Linked DNA regions of Mus musculus: region 1 is linked to region 2. A link is a contact called in public Micro-C data. All regions are on one chromosome and are shown on one strand. The core of a region is the stretch at or near the end of the contact, and the rest is flanking DNA. Distances in the headings are between cores, read along the strand shown.

The links. A called contact is a pair of places that touch in the nucleus more often than the background predicts.
Region 1: a Micro-C map of embryonic stem cells shows a contact between it and region 2, with 2.3 times the contacts expected there. The contact joins the enhancer-like site here to the promoter of Proser2 in region 2. A contact is called at or near these places in 1 of 39 promoter capture datasets (the C10 cell line), 2 of 484 Hi-C or Micro-C datasets (embryonic stem cells and nephron progenitors), 1 of 115 datasets of contacts at active chromatin or transcription factors (microglia) and 3 of 9 other capture datasets (adipose tissue, embryonic stem cells and liver).

What each region holds. Positions count from the first base shown.
Region 1 is chr2:6,397,546-6,405,247 of GRCm38.p6, reverse strand. Usp6nl (USP6 N-terminal like) reads right to left here. Exons shown (of 15, transcript NM_001080548.1): 5 at 4,929-4,968. Among named protein-coding and RNA genes, the nearest start is that of Gm13388, 36 kb to the left of the region's middle. Within about 2 kb of position 1,672, at least 62 of the 459 cell types and tissues checked have an H3K27ac peak or open chromatin away from gene starts, as enhancers often do. A contact at or near this core is called in embryonic stem cells, where this site is marked.
Region 2 is chr2:6,124,476-6,132,397 of GRCm38.p6, reverse strand. Proser2 (proline and serine rich 2) reads left to right here and starts at 2,213. Exons shown (of 4, transcript NM_144883.4): 1 at 2,213-2,356. It also overlaps the pseudogene Gm13384.

The sequences.
Region 1 (7,702 bases), core at 423-2,922, 270 kb before region 2:
GTCCTCTGACCTCCACATGCCCACCACAGTGGCACATGTGCACATATGCATGTATATGCACACACAAACAAAATAAAAAATTTAAAAATGGAAGGCTTTCATATTTTATATATTATGCAAAATACTGCACTGCATTTCATAGCTTTAGCTATGAAAATTCATAGTTTTATATACCCTTTCCTCCTTATTAAAAACATCAATAAGCTCAAGGAAATAATATAATCCATTATTAATATTGTTCTCTACTGGATAAATATAATGAGTGTGTTTGTTTATTTGTTTAAGTGCCTATTTGGGGGAACCCAAATTACTTTGCAAGCATCACATCAATCCTTTTGGGAGGGAGGATCACTGTCCCTATTTTAAACGGGAAACGCCCTACTATAGACCAAAACAGATGGGCAGAGCCACCATCACCTGCCAAGACAGATATCAGCACACTAGACTTCCTAAGCACCAAAGAGCACAGCTTCAGCTGCACACTGCAGAGTGGAAACTTCAGCAGGGCAACAACTCGTCCTGACCTAACTCAATGACAATGTACAGATAGATCTTTATCATGTGTCTAGCAACGGCAGAGCTCGGCCACTCGGTATAGGCGGACACTAGAGAATGCTAGTTTCTAACCTTAGACTACTTTGCCTGAGTCTAAGTTTATGTGTGTGTTTGTGGGGGGGGGGGGTATCAGACCACAGACCTGGTAAAATAACAGGCAGAGTCAGAGCCACAGGTCACCAAACCTAACAACCTGAGTTCAATCCCCAGTGCCCATCTGGTGGAAGGAGAGAACCAACTCTCACATGTATGCTGTGAACACACACACACACACATTTATGCAAGCATCACAAATGCAGGAACAAATATTCGAGACAGTCATCTAATAAGCACGTGCAGTGTGTGAAAGAACAAAGCACTGGAGCCCTCTGTCCCCCAGGAAAGGGCTGACAAGTAACTATACAAACAGTCCTCACTTTACTAGTGTAAGATGAAGAGGGTTTCAGGCCTGCTAGCCTACAACTCTCTATGGAGACCAGATGACCTCAAGCTCTACTATTTGTGCCTCTCAAGGCCTGTGAGATGCTGATAGCAGACAGGCAAATGAATGCTAAGATTTAATGAGCCCAGCCCCTGGGACCTGTTCTGAAACAGGCAGCCCTGACCCGCCACTGAGGACACAGGCACTAGATCACTACATAAACACCTGGAGTTCTCTATGCTAATGAAGTATCTAGATAGCTTCCCCCACCCCATCCCACCCCGCCCCGTAATGAACTTCTCTTCCGGGGAATTCCTTCCCAAAAAGGGTATTTAATCCCCGGTTCACCCAGAATAAAGTGTGTACATTCACACCCACCATCAAATAAACCAGTATGAATAAGTGGATCGCTGCAAGGAAGGCCTTCATCTTAAAGAGCCCCACCTAGAACTCCAGAGGAAGGCCTTCTCTCCTGCAGCCCCTCCAAACTCTGGAATCAAACCAGGCTCCATCCATCCCAGGCTCCACTTTTCCCCTCTCTGTCTGGCAGGTGCCCAGAGAAAAGGGCAGACCTGTGGATCCCAGTTCCCTCCCTCGGTGCTAGGCGGTACGCGGACAGTGCTAGGGTAAGCAGAGAGGGGCCTGGAAACCGCTGCAGACTCCCTGCTTTGCTAGGCGCTGCGCGGACAGTGCTAGGGTAAGCAGAGGGGGACCTGGAAACCGCTGCAGACTCCCTGCTTTGGATTTTGCCCTGCCTTCTCCGGAAGGCCTGCAGGCTGTGCTCTGGGCACCCCAGAGAAACAGGGCACGGTAGGACACTCAAGTGCTTAGATTAAAGGCATTTTAAATAAATTATTAAGGTATACATAGATTACTTTTTAGTGGTTCTCAATTATATTAAGCCTTTAAACAAGAAATTAATTAATTAAACGCATACTTGCACTGGATAAGAATTTTATTATACAGCTGAGTCTTATTTTAAAAAATTAAGCAAGCTTAGTTTTCAAGTATGTACCTTTTGCTAATCTGTCTTGCATTTCTTTTTTATTGGCATATTTCTTGACTAATAATCTATTTACTAGCTGGAAGACTCTAAGGATTTCTCAACCAAAAAAATTACAAATAGTGAAGGAGAGAGAAGTCAACACTAGATTAATACATTTTTATTTTGCCAAATCAATTAAGCTTTGTTTAAAAACAAACAATTTCAATTCTCTTCTCCCTAACCTTTCAAATGTAGGACACTGCAACAATTGCAGACTCTGTGTTAGCTTCTAAGTCAACATGCTTAATGCTATAATGAAGGATAACAACAGCCTAGTGTGAGAAACAGAGGGAGGGAGCGATCCTCAACATAAGTAACACATGAATGTGCAGACTCTAGAGAAAGGGAAAACAAAACAGACAACATGAGAGGAGGGGGAGGGGAGAGGGAGGGGAAGAAAATGAACACAAGGGGTAGAAGTTTCCAAAATTAGGTTAGATGACCAAGGACAGCCACATTCTATAAGTGACACTTGGATAACTTCTTGGAGAATGTAAAAGGGCTGAGCCTTGAAGCTGCTTTGAGGACAGCCAAACCCCACGAGAGAAGAAGCCAGTGGGACAGCCTTGCAGAGGGGCTCTGCTTCCCGCTCACACTCAGGAGACACCAGAGCTCAAAGAGTGGAGGTCATACAAGGGTAGAGAGTAAGCCACCCCTGCGCTCTGAGGACCATTCTTAACCCTTGAGTTTACTGCAGATGGAACAGGTTCTGATCAGAAAGTGTCAGGTTCTTAACCCATTTTAACAGGATCATTTTAATCGTTCACTGAATAGTAAGGCTAAGAGAAAGGGGATAAAGACTAAGGCAGGAAGACAGGAGGCTCCAGAGGAGAGCGAGGGACAGGGGAGCACAAGTGGAGAAGACACCTGGAGGCAGAGCTCACAGCACTGGCTAAGAGATGAGACGGGGTCGGAAAGTTTCAGACTCAAGAGAGAGCTGAGAAGACTATGGACTGGAGTCTGGAGGAAGGAGCCAATCTGAGGACCAGTATTAGGCCAAGGAAAAGATCAACATTCAGAATCTTAAAGTATGGTTGGTTTTTTTGTTTGTTTGTTTGTTTTTTGGTGACACAGAGGGCAGGAGAGAGGGAGGGAGAGTGGAAGGGAGAGAGGGAAGGAGGGAAGGAAGGATGGAAGGAGAGAAGGAAGGAGGGAGGGAGGGAGGGAGGAGGAAGGGAGGGAGGGAGGGAAGGAGGGAGGAAGACTACTGTAAGAGGGGTTAGAGACCATCTATAATGGCTACAATAAAATTTGAGGTGAAAGAAAAGATGAAGCTGAGGAAGGGGTCCTGTGGTGGTATCAGTGGGTCAGGATACAAGAAGTGGCAGGCAGAGGCTTGTTACTCTGTTATATTGCTGTTAAAAGTCCTGTCAAAGCCTCTTGGCTACGGCTATTACCAGAGAACCCAGCAGCCTAGCAGCTGCCTGAAAAAGGTGTTCACAGGTGGTCTTCATAGATGGAAAATAAAAATTCTGTTCACATCTTAAGGTTTTGCTACAGTTTTGATTTTTCAGAAAATTTTGATTTTTTAATTAATTTTTAATTTCATCTGCATTGTCTGAAGCTCAGCTCCCATCCTCAGAATACACAGAAACAAAATACCTTCACTTTCCATTCTCCGATTCATTTTAGGAGAGAAGGGGGAAGAGTAAGGAAATTCTAAGCAGCTGAAACTTCCCGTCCCTACTTCTCACGCACACCCAGGCGGAGAACCAGCTCCTCACTAAGTAGAGTGAAGAAATGTTTCAAGAAAAGCGGACAGGTTTACTGTGCCACTTGTCCTAGTCCTTAGAACGCTAACGTAGTTAACTGACCACAGGAAATGCTTCAGTCATGGCTTGGGGGAAGCTGGACAGAATCTCAGGGACAGTTGCTTTCTCAGAGCTACGGGTCTACAGTGCTGCTTTAGTATCCAGAGGGCTCGTAGGATGCTTGGGACGCTGTACTTGCAATGACTCACTGCTGTACCCAGAGATTACTGTAGCTGCCGGGCCTCCCTCGGAAGCTTCTTTTTTACAGTGGAAGGTGATAAACAGAGACTCACAACTGTTCGAGGTGTAGAGAATAGGAATTATGCCCTAAATGGAACATCTATCCCGCATCCCCTCCTCCAAGGCTCAGATACGATGATGGAAGAGTATAAGAGCCAGAGATGGTGGGTATTATAAGGAAATGATTTTCTAACTCTCTCAGCAGTTGTGACAGCATGCATGATGAGATCTACACAGGTTAAGCCAGACAAAATCCCATCATGGAGAGGGAGGTGGGCAAGAAGCCACACCCAGTTGCTAGCTAGGAAGCTATTGGCAGCTGATAGCTGTTGGGAGGGGAGAGACCATTTTCTTTAAGGGCTGACCATTCTCCAATAAGGCCACACATCCAAGAGTATGCAGGCAGCCAAAATTTGATGGGTTTAAAAACAAAAAGAACCCAAAGCTGAGTGGGTAGGGAAGGAGGGAGGGGCGAGAGGAAGGAGTGACCAAAATACACTGTGTGGACAGCTCAAAGAACTAGCAAACGCTGAGGGAAACTAGCCAAACAGAAACCATTGATGGTACGCATGCCTACTCGATGTGGATGGATGGACAGACAGACGGACGGATGGGCAGATGAAAGTTCCTGCCACAGAGAGGCTATTTCATACAGGTAGAATTTGAAGCTGGCGCTGAACATTTTAGAATACTATCTTTCTTCTTACTTTTAAAGAAAAATGAGAATTTCATAAATCCTCCTAAACCCATTTCATGCTTATTCTGGTTACTTTCTTAAGAGTGGTATCATTATGGTCAAATTCTGACGATGCCAGCCACATACAATACAGCACTCAAAAATGACAAAGGCAGATTCTATTCCTCTTGAGGCAATTCATCAATCAATAACTACAAATAAACAAAGAACCACACTTACCCGGTCCGCAGCTGCATTATGGTATGGGAGCTCCTCCTCACTGCAGAGAACAACAACAAACACGGAATGGTTGAGATCAGAGCTTTGTTTTGTTTTGTTTTGTTTTTCCGAGACAGGATTTCTTCCTATGTCATTCCTGACTCTAGAGAGATGTGTGCTTCCCGTTTCTACTCCACCAGATTCAACAGAAAATCCACCTGGTCTATTGTCGCAACATGCCTCACTTAAACACAGCGGTCACCAGCCTACAGGGAACAATTCAAAGTCTGTCTCACTACAACAATCGGACCACACAAAAGTCATGTATCAAGAGGCTGCCATACTCAACATTTCTATTATGGCAGCCAGTTCTGTTTTGAACAATCCTAGACCAGGGTTCAGTCACAGCAAACAGTAAATGTTTTAGGCTTCGTGAATCACAGCCTTTCTCATAGCTACTCCACCTCGACTGTACTGGGATGCCAGTCCTCACACATTAGGTAAAGGGAGCTCCACACAACTTCTACCAAACTAAGTGGCAAACTAGACACTAACATTAACATAAAGAAAAGAACCGAAGCTAGGCCTGGAGGGCCAGGACCAAAACCCCAGCTAATCAACAACTGCCTGGGTTGTCAGTGAGCTCAAAGCCTATATGGGCAACTTAGTGAGACCCTGTCTTGAAATAAAAATGTAAAATCAGAGTTTGGAAGTCCAGAAGAGATGGCTCAGCTTGTAAAGTGCTTGCTACACAAGAAAGAGGACCAGAGTTCAATCCTTAGCAACCAACACACACAAAGGTATGGGAGATTCACCGGGAAGGCACAGGCAGATCTCTGGGGCTCACTGGCCTGCCGGCCAGCCGGCCAGCCTAGTCTAACTGGCTGGATTACAAGGTCCAATGAGAAACCTACACTTGTAGAAGGAAAAAAATGATGGCTTCTGAGAAACATCCAAGGTTACCTCTGGCTTCTACATGCATGCATACACACATGTGAACATGTGTACACATGGACTCATATATTTGACTGACTGTGTGCATCCCTCACACAGAGATGCTGAAGGTGTAACTCAGTGGTAGGGTGTGGTATGTGCCTGGCATGAGTGGAGCCCTAGGTTTAATTCCCAATATCAGAAAAGAAAAGAAGAGAAAAGAGAAGAAAAATTGGCTTCCAGTGGGCTAGTGAATTTAATGTTAAGTATCCTGAGACTCTTAGATGAACTGTCAGTAATAAACGAAGCACTGCGTATAGACAAAACTGATCTCGGCAGCTCTCTCAACAGTTTGTTTGTTCTGGCAACAGCATGTGCATATTCTTGCTTCCGTTTTCTCTTGAGATCAAGGGGCACCGCTTTTAAGAACATGACAGGTTATTCCCAAGCCTAGTGTGTCCTATGTCATTCTTTGTTTCTCTGAAGAGTCCTTACATGAACCATTTAGTCACAGCAATGAAACTGACAAAAGTCGTATAAAGCCAGAAGAGAACTTAGTGAGAAGACTCAAATCCCTCTTTTCACAGATAAGAAAATAAACATTTTCATTTGGTCACTTAGCCTAACACAGAAATGTTCTCTACAACATAACCCAGTGCATTTACATCCATTTAGCTATGCTGGGGTGTACACAGAAAAAGGACAGAGGTCAAGACCACAGTTTCAGGAATAACAGAAATTCTAAGGATGGAATACAGTCTTCAGACCTTAAAGATGGATGACAACAGGAGTGGGTCCTCTCATAGCTTATACTTACAACTTCGCAAACAGAACCTGTTGTGTACACACTTATCTTTACAGACCTAGTCCTCAGGTCTCAGTGCAGGCATATGCTGAGGCTCACAGCCATCCGAGATCAGAGAACGTCAAACAGATGTGTACTAAAAGGCATGACTGCTTATGCCGATAATCTGTATCTTTTTCTTTTCTTTTTTTCTCCTCCCCACCACCTCTTTTTTCCAAGACAAGTCTTCTCTGCATAGCCCTGGATGTCCTGGAACTTTCTCTGTATACCAGAGCTCTGCCTGTCTCTCCCTTCCAAGTGCTGGGATTAAATGTGTGTGCCACCACAGTGGCTCTAATAGTCCGTACCTCTAAATCTCCCTCGAGCAGAAAGAAGGAAAGAGCACAGTCAGAACACAGAGATGAGTACTCCTCCCGGTGAGCAAACCATGGGTCATGGGTCAAATCTCGTTTGCTGTCTGTGTCCTAAAGAAAGATTTACTGGAACACTGTCATTCTTACTCATTTAGATACTGGCTGGGGTCTAGGGTTGTTTTCCCCTATAGCAAGCTGGGCGGAGTCACTGTGACAAAGACACATGGTCCACAAATGCAAAACCATTTAGTATCTGGCTCTTGCTAACAAATGACTACTATCTATCCCTTGCTTAAGTAAAACAGACTGAGTAGGCACATGTGGACTGCTTAGAGACAACACGCAGTTGACAAGTGTTGAGGTCTGGTCTTTTGCTATGTATTATAATGCTAAACACTGGCCCCCAAAGCCTGGTTGCCCCCAGGGATGAGAGAATCTGCAGGTAGACTGCAGATTGATGCTAAGTAACCCTGCCACCCCAAATAAAACTACCTACAGCTATAGCTGGACAGGAGATGGGGTTTGGGGAAGGTACCCTGGAGAAGATCCCGAGGGTCAGTGGGTTAGGTAAGTCATGACAACATGGCTATGAGGGCTGGCCAACTTAAGTTAAGAGCAGCCTAAATAGAGCATGGCAAGTTGTAATTTGGGGCTATTGATGGGGAGCAGATTCTAATAGTTTAGAGGGTAGATAATCTGCCCAG
Region 2 (7,922 bases), core at 964-3,463:
TTGCAGCACAGATGTGGTAAGAATATGCTTCGATGGGCTTGGAGGACGAACAAAATTCATCCAGCCTAGGGACACAGCCATTATCCGACCAGTGCCTGTTAAGTCCAAGGCCAAGAGTAAACAGAAAGTGAGAATAAAGACTGTGAATTCTGCCTCCCAGCCCAAGCTGGACACCTTCTTATGTCAGTGAACGGTGACCAGAGTCATGTCTGAAATTAGTGGACCAAGACCTGGCCAACCGGAAGTGTTTTTGGAAAATGGCTCCTCTTGGACCAGTTCCTGTGTTCACTGCGCCCTGCACCACACTGGGGAGCCACGTGACCAGTTTACTGTTCTGATCAGCAGGGCCTACTTCCAGTTGCAGGGTTTTGCTTATAGCTACAAGCAGGTGTGGCTGGACTGCTTCTGTTTTTATAGAACAGGCTCACATTGACTCTCAGTGGATGGGAGAGCTGGAGGACCCTATGCAGGCTGGAGACCCTGCGCTTGAACCCTTGCCTGCCTCCAGCTTAGTGCTTGGAATTATGGGGGTGGGGAGGTGATAGGGAAAGGATGGGGAAGCCTTCTGTGTAAAAATAAAAAAAATAATAATGCTTGCCTAATTAACTAGCATGTAGATTAAAGTGCTTTGTAAACATTAATTAAAGATGCAGGGAGTTAGGCGAGGCCAGTGTGTTATTAGAGAAAAAGTTTTCTTCCCTTTAATCAGGTACTTCTTCTTCCTGGGGAAGACCAAGGTATGATCTCAGGACTGAGGAATTGGGCTCAGCCCTGTCAGCTGCCTGTAACCCAGTCATTTGTGTGGCCAGCCACTTCCTTCGCTTTCCATTAAATGGGGAAAATGCAAACATTTAGGGGGTACAGGTTGTCATTCGAGCCACACCAAGCATTACAGTGAATAAAATCCATGGCCCTGGCTTTCTCGCTGAGAACATTAGCTTCTGCCCGGTTGGGAAAGGCTGCCACAACAATGAGCTATTACTATTAGCTACTCAGAAATGTTCCCCCCGGTGGTAAAGATATCCCAACAATCAACAGGATCAAAACCGGGGCCTTTCTTCAGCCTCGTCGACCTCAAAAATCCCTCTCTGTAAAATAACCATAAGAAGTCAAAGGACCTGGCTGGCCAAGAAAATGGCTCATTGGATTGAGGCACTTGCCCTGAGCCCTGAACTCTGACCCTCGTGAGGGCAAGAGAGGACCAGCTCCTGAAGGCTGTCGGCTGACCTTCACTTTTTGAAGCATCTCTCTCTCTCTCTCTCTCTCTCTCTCTCTCTCACACACACACACACACGAATGAAGGAATGGATGAGTGGATGAATGAATGAATGAATGAACCAAAAGAAACAAAATCCTCAAAAAAAAGCAAGAAGGATTTTGACATTTTTCATGACAAGCAAATGATAAATATTTAAGGAGCTGGCCATGTTTACTCTGCTAAAAACCCTGTTCAGTGTGCACACATATGGGAACATCACATAAGTAACTCACATATGGACAATGCTTACAAGTTCATTAAACATGAATAGAGCTTGGCGTGGTGGCACACGCCTTTAATCTCAGCCTGCATTGGCTCTCTCTGAATTGGAGGCCAGCCTAGTCTACATAGTGAGCTCCAGGCCAGCCAAGGCTACATAATGAGATCCCTTTTCAAAAAAACAAAAACAAAGAAAGACTTAACCCCACGACCCCACAAACATTGTCTAAATGAATTAAACAAAATAATGTATGTTATGTGTCTTGTTTGAAAGTATACGTATTTCATAAATAACAGTCATTATTATTAAATGAAAATAATCTCTTCAGGATATTGTTGTTGGATGCCTGTAATCTCAGAAGTCAGGAGGCTGAGGCAGGAGGATCATGAACTTGAAGCCATCCTACATAATGAAATTCTACTTTAAAACAACAACAACAACAACAACGAAACTCTCAAAGTTAGTGGTGGAGTTGCTGGAGAAGTCCCTTCTTATTCAGGACTTCAAAAGCACATTGGTATTACGATTGCTCATGCTCAATTCAGTCTCACAAGTAGACCGAGAAGGCCTGACAGGCACAGCCAAGGGCTTTGGGCGCTGGCCCTTTAAGTATCGCGGGGACGCGCAGACTACCTCTGGCCGACTGGAGTCCGGCCGCCAGGAACGCGCGGCAGAGGTGCAGAGCGCTGGGCGGCGGAGCGCGCACGGCCGCCGAGAGCGCGCGGCGGGGAGGTGCTGGACGCCCTGGGGAGCGCGCTCCAGGCAGCCCGGGACGATCGGCGTGCGTGCGTGCACGACTTGCTGGCCGGAGGACGGCGTGAGCCCCGAGGGTCTCAGTCGGCGTGGACACCTGCGACCCGCGGAGGGGACTTGGCTCGGTGAGTTCCGCCCTACTGAGCGAGGCCAGGCCAAGCGCGGGACACCGGGAGCGGCAGCAGCTGTCGGGATCATCCAGGGCTCCCGGTCCGGGTCTTGGTAACTGGGGAAGCCCTTTGCGCGCAGCTGGGGCTCTGTCGTCGCCGAGGTCAGTGCCACCGGTTGGCCTCCATCCTGGGGCTTCGGGGATCGCGACGTGTGGCTTTTCACCTAGGGGTTTTCCCGAGAGCGAGAGTGGCTCGTGGCGTGTTGTCTGAGTTGAGTCTTTGGTCCCTTACCTTTCCTGGAGCGGACTGCGCGTGAGGACCGTGTCCTTTGCGAGGCTGAAACCCGGAGATGGCCAGAGCCACCTGTTAAACCAGTATCCTGAGCGAATCCTTCGGCAGGTTTTCCATGCCCCCGCCGGTTCCCCGCAGGTAACTGAATCGCGCGGGGATGTTTGTGTGGGTCTGCCGGGAGACCTGGGACGGTAGGGTTAGAAAGACCGAATATGTGGCTAATGAGACAGGGCTTAACAAAAGGCAGTCAAATAAACTGCAGCGTTTCCCTGAGACGGAAAGTTTCTCAACTTTTGTTTTACGGATTCTAAATTTAAGTAACTAACCCCCTCTAGGCACCTAACCACAGGACAACTCTGCCTGAACCTATTTGGTGCAAAGGAGACAATGAAGAGGGGTTTGTGTGTGTGTGTCCCCCTAAAGAGTAAAACTTTCGAGTCCCGCTGTGGGAAGATTCCCTCTGGCTCCAGTTTTAATAGATAACAACAAGAAGCTTTGTCCTAGAACGATCTAGAAATACCAAACCAGGTATTAAGTGTAAACTCTGGGAAGTGCTTGAAGGACAGACTCTTAGGAAAAATAATTTTCTGTGAGGTGCTCCAGTGTGTACTAAAACTTTGCCCTCATATTCCATGCCTGAATGTTCCAGATTGTTTTCCTAGGTGGAGGAGGTACTTTCGTTGGTGCGGCCAATGGTGCGGCCAATGTGGAAATACAAACAAATGCCCTATTTACTTGGGGCTGGGTGGGAAGGGTGGAAGTCGGGCTACGATCTTTCTTGCCAGGCTTGACAGCGTATGTATGGAATCTTCTGTATTTTCTTGCCCAGACCAGTAATAGCCTTTTTCTCGGTGACTGGTTCCTTTTAACAGTGACTCCAGTGAGCTTCTCACTGGAAAATTTTGGATCCTGATAATTTAAAAGCATTTTTCTCCTCTCACAGAAAACAGAAATTTGAAATTAGAATAAGTGGCAGTTATAAAGATGGGCTGTGTTTTTTGAAACTGAAGAGCCCCGTGGCACTTCGTTGAAGAGGGATTGGCCTGTTTTAATGCAGGCGTGGTGTGGCCCTCAGTTCCTTCATCCTTACATTTGTGGTCTCTTTCACCAGCTTCAGTGTTCTGAGCCCTGACTTGCGAATGCACATGCAGAATTTCTAGATAAGAGCCATATGGTCCAAACTGATTAAACCAGATCTGGTAATCCTGCCTTCGCCAGTGGCTGATGAGACACCTGGCCTCGGCTCCAAGGTTCTGAGACACCTCAGGAGCCTACAGTTGGCACCTTATGTTGATCTGAAGATCAGCTCAGGTAACTGATAGAGGCAGAGGACAGCCTTGAAACCTGAAGGGAGGACGTGGACGCTCTGGGTGGAGCAGAGCCCAGCACAGGAAATCCTCTGGAACAAAAAGTTGGAGTGTATCTTCTCTGAGCTGTTATGGGATGGATGCCAGCGGCCTCGGGGCCATTTGTAGGTGCCAGGGGAATCCTAGCAATCCTAGCAGCATCACAGAACTTGAGTGCTTTGACGGTCAAGGGCAGCATTTGTTTCTTCTTGGGGGTTCAGTGGTGGCTTCCTCATGGGTGTCCAACAGAGATGGCTCCCTGTCCAGTCTCTGAAGGCCTCTTGAGCATGCTGAGATGGCCTTCTCTTTGTATAGTGGCATCCCTGATAATGGCTTGTCTGTATGAACCACAGTGAAGTTTCTCCTCTCAGTAAAGCCCTTGCTTCCTCCCAGGGTTACAGCATCAATCTTGAAATTTGAGAGAATTTAACGAAAGATAGTGTTGTACTCACGGTCTGTGCAGCCTAACAGCCTATGTTTCTGGAGCAGAATCTGGTAGGTCTTTTTGAATGCCTATCACCATACTAGATACCTTGGTGCCGGAAAACCCGATTCTCATTCATCACTCTCTCCTGCCTGTCAGATTTTAGCTGATGCTGCTCTTGAACTTGATGCCTGGCAGAGGATCACCTTGAACTTCCAGTCCACCTATCTCTACCTCCCAAGTGCTGAAATGATTCTCATTAAGAAAAAAGAGTCTATTACATTTATTTGTGTGTGTGCATGTGTGCACATATATGTGCATGTGCCACAGTGCCCATGTAGAGGTCAAAGGACAATTTACATGGATGGGTTCTCTTTTTCCACCACGTGAGCCTCTGGTGTAGAACTCAGGTTGTCACATTTGGTGGCAAGCACCTCCACCCACTGAACCATTTCACCTGTTCAGTTATCATTTTTAATATAGTAAAATATAAAGTATATACATCTTAAAGTCTACTAAAGTGCGACACTGAGTATATTAATAGTGGTGTGTAGCCATCACACCTGTCTGATTCTAGAACTTTTCCATCACCCCTCCCCATTAAACAGTCTCCCTTCCCCCCAGGGGAATGAATACCCATTCATTAGTGGCCCCTGGTGGCCACTAACCTGCTTTCTGTTTCTTGGTTTGCCTATTCTCATACAGATGGAATTGTAAAGTATTTGGCCTCTGCAGTTTCAAGATTTGTCAGCAGCATATTGGTCCTTTATCCCCGCCCCCTTTTTTTGAATACACTGTGTTCCATCACATGTGTAGACCCCGTGTTGCTTGTTGAGGTCATCCTAGTGGTAAGAAGTCGTATCTCCTTGTGAGTTTGATTTGCAGTTGCTAATGACTAACAGTGTTGAGAAGTGTGCTAACTGGCAGGACGCGACGTGTGAGCATGCGCATGTGTGTGTGTGTGTGTGTGAGAGAGAGAGAGATGGGGAGTATATACACATAAGAGGTGGGGGGGGGCGGTGTCTAGTGTCTTCCTCAATCATTTTCTTTTCTTTCTCTTGTTATTGCTTCAGACTGTGTCCCTCTCTTTCCCTTTGGACCTGGAGCTAGGCTGGCTTGCCCACTGAGCTCCAGATAGCCTCCTGTGTCTTCCTCCCCCAGCCCTTCATGCTGTGGTTAGAGATGTGTACCAATGTGGCCAGCTTTTCCGAGGATGCCTGGCGGGCACTTTTCTAACTGTGATTTCTTCCCAGTCCTCATCCCCAGTTTGTTTGCTCCTGGTCAACCACAGCTTGACAATATTACCTGAGTACCGAGAGGGGGCACAGTCATGTGGCTGTTATTTCAGCATATTGTTTTAATCACTCTGTCGTTAATGATCTCTTACTGCGCCGAATTTATTTATAAGTTGAATTCTATCATTGAATATATGCGTACACAGGAAAAACGTTTCCTATGGGGTTCAGTGTGCTGCTCTGTAACGTGCATTTGTTGAGGTTCTTGGAGCGTGTCCTCTGCAGCTGAGGAGAAGGCTGCTGAATACATCATTATTTATTGTTTTTATTTTGCTTTATTTATTTGTGTGGGAGAAAGGTGTATTCATTGTCATGATGAACATGCAGAGGTCAAAGGGCAATTTGGGGAGTCAGTTCTTTTCTCTCACTGTGAGCTCTGAGGATTGCACTTGGGTCAGCAGGCTTGCTCTGCGAGTATTTTGACAGCTGTTCAGCCATCTTTCTCTACGTCATTAGAGAAGTTCTCTCCTTCGTTCCTTTTGCATTCCTGTGAGCCAGACACCTAAGAGAACAACTCAGAGGTGCCAAGTTTAATTTGGTGCCAGTGCACATGAGCAGAATATCATGGCAGCAGAGTCTGCTGGAGGTGGACAGGAAGCAGAGAAGGAAAGAAAAAATGGAGAGTAGGAAGGGCCCTGGGACAAGATACCCACAAGAACCTGCCCCTGCGACCTACTTCCTGCAGCCGGGCCACACTACCTGATGGTCACAGAAACTCCCCAAATAGCCTCACCTGCTGGGAACAAAGCTCCCAACACTGGAGCCCTGTGGAGACACTCAACGCCTGTGCAAATTGTGGTTCTGTTTTGTTTCAGTTTTTTTAAGTCACCAAAACCATGCATGGGACTGCAGTTTGTGGATCGGGTTCTCTCTCAACCCTTTGTTCTGTTGTGGGCTGTTTTGTTTTTCCACTTTCTCTTTGAAAGTACTTCTCTTTCTCAGGGGCCAATTGTCTGACTAGTGCTATGAAATACTTAATCTTCTACCTGTCTACCTGTCATCTGAAACCCTGGGGTGTTCATCTGTTTCTTCAGTAGTTTTTGTAGATGTGGCTGAGCCCTAAAGTAGTCACTAGGCAGACAAACAGATATGTACAGATTACAAATCTTTATTTTATTCGTTTGTTTGCTTGAGACAGAGTTTCTCAGTGTAGCAGTCTTGGCTGTCCTGGACTTGCTCTGTAGGCCGGGCTGGCCTCGAACTCACAGAGATCCATCTGCCTCTGCCTCCCAGTTGCTAGGATTAAAGGCGTGGGCCACCATCGCAGGCTACAAATGTATTTCTAAACTGGACAGGCAAGGAGAGAGAGCCACATTCCATTGGGACTCAGGAGCCCCACAATTTGGGCTTCATCACCAATAGCTGTGTGACCCTGAGGTTCCCCACTCGGAGCTTTGGTAACTGGGTTCCCGATCTGTAGTTTGGGATAGGAGTGTGACCTCTCTCTCAGGGCCTCTGTAGGCCTTGAAATGCAAGACTAGATTATTAGTTCTCTCCTGCTTCCCTTTACAAACTCGGTTCCCACTGATGGTTTAATAGTTACTTTGTACACATTGATTATAAGCTTTTTTGTACATATTGATTATAAGCTGGGAGGGGGTTGCATTTAGACTCAAACAGTGGCCCTTTGCTGCCTTCTGAAATGGGACATTGTTTTTTTCCGGAAAGCTTCAGAGGAGTGAAAGTTTGAATGAACCCCTAGGTTCCTCTTACATGGGGCTGGGTGTGGAGTGGTTCGCAGAGTGCTTGCACAAAGTGCTGCTTGTAGTGGGGGGTGGGGGGCCTGTGATCTCAGTGCTACAGAATTAGAGGCAGTCCAGTCGGAAGTTCAAGGTCATCTTCAACTACATATCAAGGCCAAGGCCAGCCTGGGCTACATGAGACTCTGTCAAAAAAAAAAAAAGCCCTCTCTCTCATGCACAGCACATTAGGAATTGTTCTAGAAATTTCGATTAAAGAAAATAAGAAGCTGTGCAGTAGTGGTGCACACCTTTAATCCCAGTGCTCGGGAGGCTTTCAGATTTCTGTGAATTCAAGGCCAGCCTGGTCTACAAATCCAGAACAGCCACAGAGAAACCCTGTCTGAGATGAGAGAGAGGGAGAGAGCAAGAGAGAGAGTGAGAGAGAGAGAGAGAGAGAGAGAGAGAGAGAGAGAGAGAGAGAGAGAGAGAGAGCTTGAGCCAGGCCCTGCAGGAGGTCTCATGTGAGCTTCGCTTGTGGTTCGG